Linked DNA regions of Mus musculus: regions 1 and 2 are each linked to region 3. Evidence: chromatin contacts called from public ChIA-PET and promoter capture Hi-C data. All regions are on one chromosome and are shown on one strand. Each heading gives the region's core, a stretch centred on a gene start, on an enhancer-like site or on the middle of the called end of the contact. The rest is flanking DNA. Distances are from core to core; before and after follow the strand shown.

Evidence for each region. ChIA-PET counts read pairs in DNA pulled down with a chosen protein or histone mark. Capture Hi-C pulls out chosen DNA fragments and counts their contacts.
Region 1: a contact with region 3 is called in an RNA polymerase II ChIA-PET map of memory CD8 T cells, with 8 read pairs. The contact joins two enhancer-like sites. A contact is called at or near these places in 3 of 115 datasets of contacts at active chromatin or transcription factors (effector CD8 T cells, large pre-B cells and memory CD8 T cells) and 2 of 9 other capture datasets (adipose tissue and pancreatic islet).
Region 2: a contact with region 3 is called in a promoter capture Hi-C map of liver, with 2.2 times the contacts expected there. The contact joins two enhancer-like sites. A contact is called at or near these places in 2 of 39 promoter capture datasets (the C10 cell line and embryonic stem cells), 3 of 15 datasets of contacts at CTCF or cohesin (CD8 T cells, large pre-B cells and pro-B cells), 5 of 484 Hi-C or Micro-C datasets (the C2C12 cell line, the HPC-7 cell line, bone marrow-derived macrophages and 2 more), 6 of 115 datasets of contacts at active chromatin or transcription factors (bone marrow-derived macrophages, embryonic basal ganglia, embryonic forebrain and 3 more) and 4 of 9 other capture datasets (adipose tissue, embryonic stem cells, liver and 1 more).

What each region holds. Positions count from the first base shown.
Region 1 is chr2:38,317,876-38,320,575 of GRCm38.p6, forward strand. No RefSeq gene overlaps it. Among named protein-coding and RNA genes, the nearest start is that of Gm46736, 20 kb to the right of the region's middle. Within about 2 kb of position 1,431, at least 25 of the 459 cell types and tissues checked have an H3K27ac peak or open chromatin away from gene starts, as enhancers often do. A contact at or near this core is called in memory CD8 T cells, where this site is marked.
Region 2 is chr2:38,378,032-38,380,731 of GRCm38.p6, forward strand. No RefSeq gene overlaps it. Among named protein-coding and RNA genes, the nearest start is that of Gm13584, 11 kb to the left of the region's middle. Within about 2 kb of position 1,395, at least 39 of the 459 cell types and tissues checked have an H3K27ac peak or open chromatin away from gene starts, as enhancers often do. A contact at or near this core is called in liver, where this site is marked.
Region 3 is chr2:38,163,306-38,166,005 of GRCm38.p6, forward strand. The region is part of intron 2 of Dennd1a (DENN/MADD domain containing 1A); the gene reads right to left. Among named protein-coding and RNA genes, the nearest start is that of Dennd1a, 120 kb to the right of the region's middle. Within about 2 kb of position 1,411, at least 67 of the 459 cell types and tissues checked have an H3K27ac peak or open chromatin away from gene starts, as enhancers often do. A contact at or near this core is called in liver and memory CD8 T cells, where this site is marked.

The DNA.
Region 1 (2,700 bases), core at 181-2,680, 150 kb after region 3:
CGGGAAATACATTTCACCGCTCCATTGCTGAATCCGTTTAATGTATTTTGAACCAGCTTAATTCACCTAGCTAGAAAATCCATCAGGAGTTCAAAATGAAAACAAGCAGCAATGAGGCACTGCATCTTCAGAAGAAGCCTGTGTCTAAGTTTTGCTTCTTGTGAGGGTGGGGGTGAGGCTACCCTCACCTCTGAACTCACCCAGGGTCCTTGGATAGAAGGCACTAAAGGCTTGAAGAAAGCTTGTGTCTGAAGCCATTTATTTTCATAACAAGGACTTTTCATCTTCAAAGCCCTTTACAAGCCATAATTAATCTTCACAACACCTAAGTGAGCTGGGTACACAGCATTACCTAGGTTTTATAGGCCAAGGTAGCCCAGGGGAGACTTTTGGATGGTGAATGACCCTTGGACACTTGACACAAAAGGGACAATTAAACTGCCCCACCTCAGCCTGGCAGGCAGGTCCCATATTCCCCAACCCCAAACCAGACCTTCTCGATTAATCTTCAGAAAGTATTTCCTGATGGCAAAGCAGGCCCTGGAAGGAGGAGAAACCTGGAGATACAGACAAAATCCAAGCCCTGGTGTTATCACTATTTAAATATGGTTGACTTTATTGGTATTATACATTAACTTTATTTAAATAACAATAAATAAGAACAGCATATATTTCCACACTCACACTGAGCATTTCAAAAGCTCTTTTCTACACAACATTTCAGGTGATCTTTATGACAATCATTTTGGTCCAGGTTTTACTTATTGAATACCTATCTTGTGTCACATTGAAGGTATAACAGAAGTGAAGGGGGCTGGCGAGATGGCTCTAGTGGATAAGAGCACTGACTGCTGTTCCGAAGGTCATGAGTTCAAATCCCAGCAACTACATGGTGGCTCAAGACCACCCGTAATAAGATCTGATGCCCTCTTCTGGTGTGTCTGAAGTCAGCTACAGTGTACTTATATATAATAATAAATAAATCTTTGGGCCAGAGCGAGCAAGGAGTTGACCCGAGTGAGCAGACGTCCTAAAAATTCAATTCCCATAAACCAAGGACTAGCTGATAAACTAAATGCATGGATGTGCCTCCCTAAAACCAACACCAGCAAGCATACACCCACTGCTCTTTTGCAGGCTCTGTTTGCTGCCTTCAATCTCAGTGTTGAAATTGCCTTTCGAACTTGAACCAGCCAAAAAAAAAATTCTAAATGAAAAACAGGAATAAAAAGAGCAAAGTCTGAAACCAACTTGAGAAGTGAACAGTGTGTTTGGGCTGCACATGGGTGCCGAAAGCGTGTGACAGCCTTCATGGAGTCGGGACCAAGAGCAGCTGAGCCACGAGCCCTTCCTCGGCCAGGCCTGGCTGCCGGGCCCACTCCGGAAGCCATGGGGCAGCAATGGAAATCGTGGTTGGAGGTTGCCCACAGAAGCTTGTTTACCGACTCCTCAAAGCCACACTTGCCTGCTTCCTCGTTGGTTTCCTGCCACAACATGATCGATTCTTACAGATACATTTCTCTAGAAGTTGAGTGGTGCCAGGCAAACTGTGCCAAAGCAATCTCATTTCCATGTGTGGTCTGGGTGGATTGGGGGAGGCTGCAGGCAGAATCGCTCCGATTTCAGCAACATGGCTTGGAAGGGTGGCATCTCACTCACCTGAGCCTCCCTAGAGTGGTCATCTGACCCAATCCTTCCCCTGCTAGAACCCAGGGCTCCACATTGCCTGCAAGACAGATGGAACTCATGTGTGCAGGGCCACAGGGGATTTGGTGTTTGCCCAATTCCCAGTCTTGGGTGCTATGGTCCCTCCCCACTGCTCTACTGAGCACTTCCGTCTCTCTAATCTCTATCTCTTTTTAGTCCTGCTTGAGCCAACTGGAATGTTCTGCCCTGCCTTGTCCCTGAAGCTAATCCACACCCTGGTTGGAGAGTCAAGCTGAACTGTGGCCAGCCTCACCTTCCTTTTCTTCTGCCCCTCCCAATTAGAAAGAATTAACACCCCCGTGTGAGTTCTTATGTGTACCATACTTAGGACAGGATGTTTCTTAAAATTCGAAACATTGAGTTTATAAAACATAGAAAGGACTAAATACCATATTCTGTTTTATTTTCTGAGACAAAGGTCTCACTATGTAGCCCAGGATGAACCCAAGCTCAAAATATACCACTACTCCACCAATTTCTCCATAGTTTCACCAGAAAATTTGTTATTTTTCTGTGTTTTGTAGATCTTTTGGGAAGACATGTTTATTCAAGTCCTCTTTTTTAAATTGGTGTTTTCTTTCCTTTTTGCCTAGATGTTTGGTTTTAAATATGGGAGGAAGAGGTGAACCTGGGGCCTCATGCACCCCAGGCAGTATTGTTCTGTGCTGAGCTACATCCCCAGCCCTTAGTGTTATTATTAATTATTATTCCTACTGCTGTTTAATATGCATGTGTACATGTGAGTGTGGCAGAGGAGCGCACACTTACTGTGCATGTGTGGAGGCCAGAGTATCTCTGTCCCGTGTCTTTCTCTTTTGCTCTCCACCCTACTTCCTAAGATGAGGCTCCTCACTGAACCTGAACTGACTAGCCATCAAAACAAGTTCCCCAGCACTGAGATTACAAGCCCCTGCCACCAGGCCCTACAGTTATGTGGTGCTGGACATCCAAATTCATGTCCTTGTCTATAGCCAAGGCAAGTCTTGAACTTTC
Region 2 (2,700 bases), core at 145-2,644, 210 kb after region 3:
ATAACCGTCTATAACTCCAGGTCCAGAAGATCCAAAGCCTAATCCTGGGCCCCTGGGCACTGCACACATGTGGTGCACATACAAGCGGGCAAAAACACCCATATATATCAAATTTTAAAAATCTTTAAAATTAAAAAAAAAGAAATTAAGTTTAACAGTAGCTCCTATTTGGGGATCTCCTTGGTGCCTTGTGGCCACCTAGATGGTAGGTCTTGTTATCTTCACTTGATGATGAAGTAACAGACTGATCTATTTGAAACAGTCTCTTAAAAAGGACTGCCCAAGCTGAGCCTTGACTCTAGCCTGATACAAAGTTTGGTCTCAAATGGTTCCTGTTTGTAGCATTGACCGGGCAGTTCCTAACTGGTTGGTACAACTCTCTGAGCCAAGAAAGGGTTTCCCCATGAATCACTTATTTGATTCTGTCCAGATCCTTAAGAAGGGTATTTAACATTACCCACATGTTGCTCTCCCTCCCTTCCTGGCTTGTGCCCCCTAGAGTACAGTATCGGAAATTCATCCACTTCTAGGTACTCTAGGTATAGGGCGCAGAGGGAACTAATGTAGACTTGTGAATGAAGGACACTGGACACCCGAGCCAGGGCAGAGATTTGAGAGAAGCCACCTGAAAAGCAAATGTCTGAGTTGGAGTGGAAGGGGCAGGTGTGACACACACCCCTACACACACACACAATCTATATCTACAGTGACACGTGCTAGTGTGCTAGACACAGTTGGGTGTGATTTAAGGGCTTTGTAGTCATCTCTTTTAATCCTCAGAATGTTTCATGTAATTCTGAAAACTTGTTTAGTACAAGTAACATCAACCTGGTTTTCCAGATAAAGAACTTTGGGTCCGAGCCCACAAGGCTACGCAGCTAGCTGAGCTGGACCGGAACTCTGGTCATCCACACGCCTTCTGCCAAAGCCAGGAGGGAACTGAGAAGTGCCCCTGCAAAACTGCGGGCCTGGCCTGGCTCTCCTTGGCTTCTAGAACCAGGAAAGGAGGCTCCAGGTGTAACTATGACGGCCCCCCACTTTCCTCTTGGCTCACTCGGGGTTCCCACAGCTCTCACCCCCGCTGCCCCAAGCAGGGCTGGGCTTGCAGCAGGATAACTGGGTCGGGCACCTAGGTCCAGGGTGAAATATCAGATGACACCTGCAGGGTGGCCTGGATTTAGATGAACCCCGAGAGCCGCTCTTGCAGCCTGGATGTAGCCCCTACTCCTCGACCGGCCGAACCCAGAGACGGAGGGTGGGGGGCGGAGAGGCGAAGGGGTGTGTGTGCTGTGGCCTGCTGAGTACCCCCTGGGGCTTCCTCAAAGCAAGCCAGGAACCGCCTACCACCGAGCCAGTGCGTTGTTTTTCCATCAACAAGCGGCTTACGTAAACTCCCCGCCGCCTCCCAGGGCTGCCAGCGCGGGGGAGGCGCCCTATCTGATCGGGTCTCAGCCAGTGTAGGGGTATCCTGCGTGCCCAGACACAGGCCACCAGCACTCAGGAGGGAGAGCAAGGTCCCCTTCCCCACACCCACTTGGGGGACCCCACCTTCATCTTGCGATTCCACTGTCCTGTCCTGCAAGGAAAACCTCTTCACCTGCCCGCAATGAAGAGCATGTCCTAGAGAGACGGCCAGATGGCCAGCCACCAGCTCACCTGCTCTGCACTCCTTCTTAGTGGGGCATGGGGGTTGGGGAGCAGATTGGTATCTGATAGTGAAGACCAGAGCAGCAATAAAAAAGAAACCCACAAAGAAAACAAAAAACGTGTTTTGTTTAGAAAACTTTTCAAAATCATAGAAAAGTCATTATAGACCATGAACATGCCCATCCTAAAGTTCCCAGTTTTTAAACTTTTGCCTCTTTCCAACCCCTTCTCCAAGGTATCTTTGAATCAAGGGCATATTATTATTCCCATTTTACAGATGGTGACGTTGAAGTTGAAGTAATTTCTCCAAAAGACCCAGGGGAGCTGGAATTAGACTTACACATCTCAGCTGAAAAACAGTTTACCCTGTGTTTTTCTTAATTTTTAGAACTACATTTGTGTGTGTGTATGTGTGTGTGTGTGTGTGTGTGTGTGTGTGTGAGAGAGAGAGAGAGAGAGAGAGAGAGAGAGAGAGAGACCCCATCTGAGTGCATATGGTGGTCAGAGGACAACTTTCCAGAGTCTGTACCTACCTCCCATCAGGTGGGGGCTAAGATGGCAAGCACCTTTATCTGCTGAGACAACTCAGCCCTCCCCACCTCTGTCCCTCCCCCTCCCCTCAACTTCCCTATCTCCCCACCACCCCCACACACCCGTACACTCACTTTGCATTTTTAAAGTTATATTCCCCTACTTCCCCCATGACTACTATACACATAGTCTATGCAGATACCCAGAGCTTTTCCTATCAGTTTCCTTATCAAGATCTTTCCACAGACACCCTTCACACAGGGCTTTTGTTCAGTGTGCACGACTCTGAGCTTTGCCATAGAGATTTTTCCATATAGGAAATTAAAAACTCCTCTGTTCCTTTAAACCAGTGTATATTATTCCACTGAATAGACAGTTGAATATGCGCCCTTCACTAGCTCCCTGTGGGTGAGGAACCAGGCTGCTTCCAGACTGTTAGCATAAGCAGAACTGTGGCAAATGATCTGCATTAGGACAGCGAACTGTGTATGTATGGGGATATTTGCATGGTGGATTCCTAGA
Region 3 (2,700 bases), core at 161-2,660:
ATTTTATGAAATGTTCTATATATTTATATGGAAAATAATGCACACTGGAAAACAGCATCAGTCTGATATTTACATATACATTTTTTAAATCCACCATCTAGCACTATAATTTCTAATGTTCCAAAATACCTTTTCACTCAGAAACACAGCACCAAATGCAGTTTCACAAACTAGCTAACTCTTAATGAGAAAATCTTCAGGTCAGAGTATCGCCACAGAAGAGCACAAACCAACAATGTGCTGATGCAGGTGGCCATATGAACAGTAAGAAGTACACGTCATCCTATTCCCTGAGTAATGTCTGTCAGACAGAAAATTAAGAACAAAACAACATACACTTTTCTTTAACCTCCTGTCTTGACAACTTTCTTCTGATTCAAATTTAAAAATCAATTATATTATCTCCCAAGTAAACACTTTTCTTTTTTTATTGTTGTTCTGAGACAGGGTTCCAGGCTGTCTTAGAACTCACAATGTAGCCCAGGCTGACCTCAAAATCATAGAGACCCTCCTGCCTCTGCCTCCTGAGTGCTTTAGGCATACACCACCATACCCAGCAGGAAAACACTTTTCAATTAATTTATTTTACTTCTGTATTTAAAATACCTTGTCAACAATATAGACCATCTGATAAGAGCCCACACATCTTTTAACCAAAAAGGTCTATAAGAGGCTCCTGACAAGGTTCCCTGTCACAACAGTGTGAAGGACACTGCCTTCTCGAAGCAGTATGGGCACTACAGGTCTGTCTCCACAATAATACCATTTTTGTAAAGGCCACAAGACAACACTGTCATAGTGTAGGACTCTCAGCAATACAAATTCGTTCCAGCAGAGAACATGGCTGTGCTGAAAACAGAGAGCTCCAGAAAGAAAAGACTGGCCTTCTTCAGTCTCAACCTATGTTTTCTAGTCTCCAACTGTACATACTTTTAAATATTTAATAAGATATACCAGATTGCCACAGGATGTTTAATTAATAGAATAAGAGTTTGGGCAAGACTCAATGGAAAGGTGCTATAAATTATTTTATACAGCTCCCAAACCCTTGCATTTGCCTTAGGCTTAAAGTTCCTAGAAAACCTGGTAGACAGAGTTTTTACAACAAAAATACAAAATAAATCATAAAAATGCTGTGGTTATATATGAGGTCTCATTTGCACATTGGTAACTAGTACGTAAACACACACCCACACAAATTATTTCTGGTTCTCTGTCCCTCACCCATGGCTGACTACATTTGAAGAAGGCATGGCATACTTTCAAATCAATTATTGAAAAATATGCCATCACAATTTGTATGAAGTGTATAAAAACTGTATACTAACTAACTGTCACCAACTTCCATAACTGGGGCTCTCTGGAGGCCTCTGAAAGAAGCTGCTCTCGTGGCAGTTCACTCGGGCGGAGCTTGCACTGCTTTCACTTTTAACATACCAGGGGTCAAGGCAGGAAAATTTAGATCTAATGCCTACTGAGCTATCCAATCTTTGTCTCTAGGATGTCTTAGGCAAGAAAAGACAAACTACTCAACACCTTTGATTCCTATAATTAGAAAGGCCTGCCCTTTAAAAGTCAGGGTTTAAACATAAACTATCAGCCATATAATCTCATTGCTCGATTTCATGGAGTTTAAGATACTATCTTTCTCTCCTACAACCATAAATGCTAATCCAAGCTGTAATCAGATTTAATTTTCCAGATGAGAAGATGGGAATCTGCTGCAAACAGAGTAATCATACACTCCACTGTTCTTTATCTAATGGTATTTTCCAATTTTATACACCAAAACTGTAGGCTAAGAAAATAGTCCAAAAAATTGTAAGAGCTTTTGAGGATCAGTTCAACCTTTCTCTAAACAATTTAGAGGTAAATTTTATGTTCAAGAATTCCTTCTATAATGGGAAGCTAAAAGTTTCCTGACAGTGTGATTATAAACTAGACTGACACAAATAGAAAGCTTCAAAGATGGATATTCTCATTAAACCTATTAAAGCTACAAAAACTTACTATGTTTACTTTATAACCATAAAATACTCAAATTGTTGGTTTAGCATTTTAAGTGAACATAATTATTCTAGGAATGCACTCACTTCTATCATAGTTAAATCTTACCTATTTATAAAGTCAAATTTTAAAAGGAATATTTTAAATACTTTACATAGTTTAAAAATCAGTTTTCCCATTTGAAATGTGAATAAAGAAAATATTCAATAAAAAAAATCAGTGTTCCTTTTCTTGACAATGAAACAGGAAGAGTTTGTCATATTTTTATGTTTTAATTTAAAAATTACTAGTCCTAAAATGGAAATTTGATCCTAAAAACTCAGAAGAAATAAATAAATAAATAGCCCACTAATGAGAAGTACAGTATCTCTAATTTCTTCAAATGAACATTTATTGGTTTCTATATCCCAATGGAATTGTCCCCTAAAAAATTTTTATCACCTACTGTATGTATTCACTTTTTGCTCTAAAACATGAAAACTGAAAGACATAAAAACACTGAGCTGATTTCAACCATGACTCATTTCTAGGAAGCATTTCCTCTCAGCACTAAAATTTCAAATTCAATTACATACTATTTCACAGCAGTCAGTCTAATTACATAGACACAACATACTTGGCCACTGACATATATTAAAAAAAGAGAGAGAGAGAAAGAAAAAGAAAAAGAGAAAGAGAAGAGAAAAGAAAAGA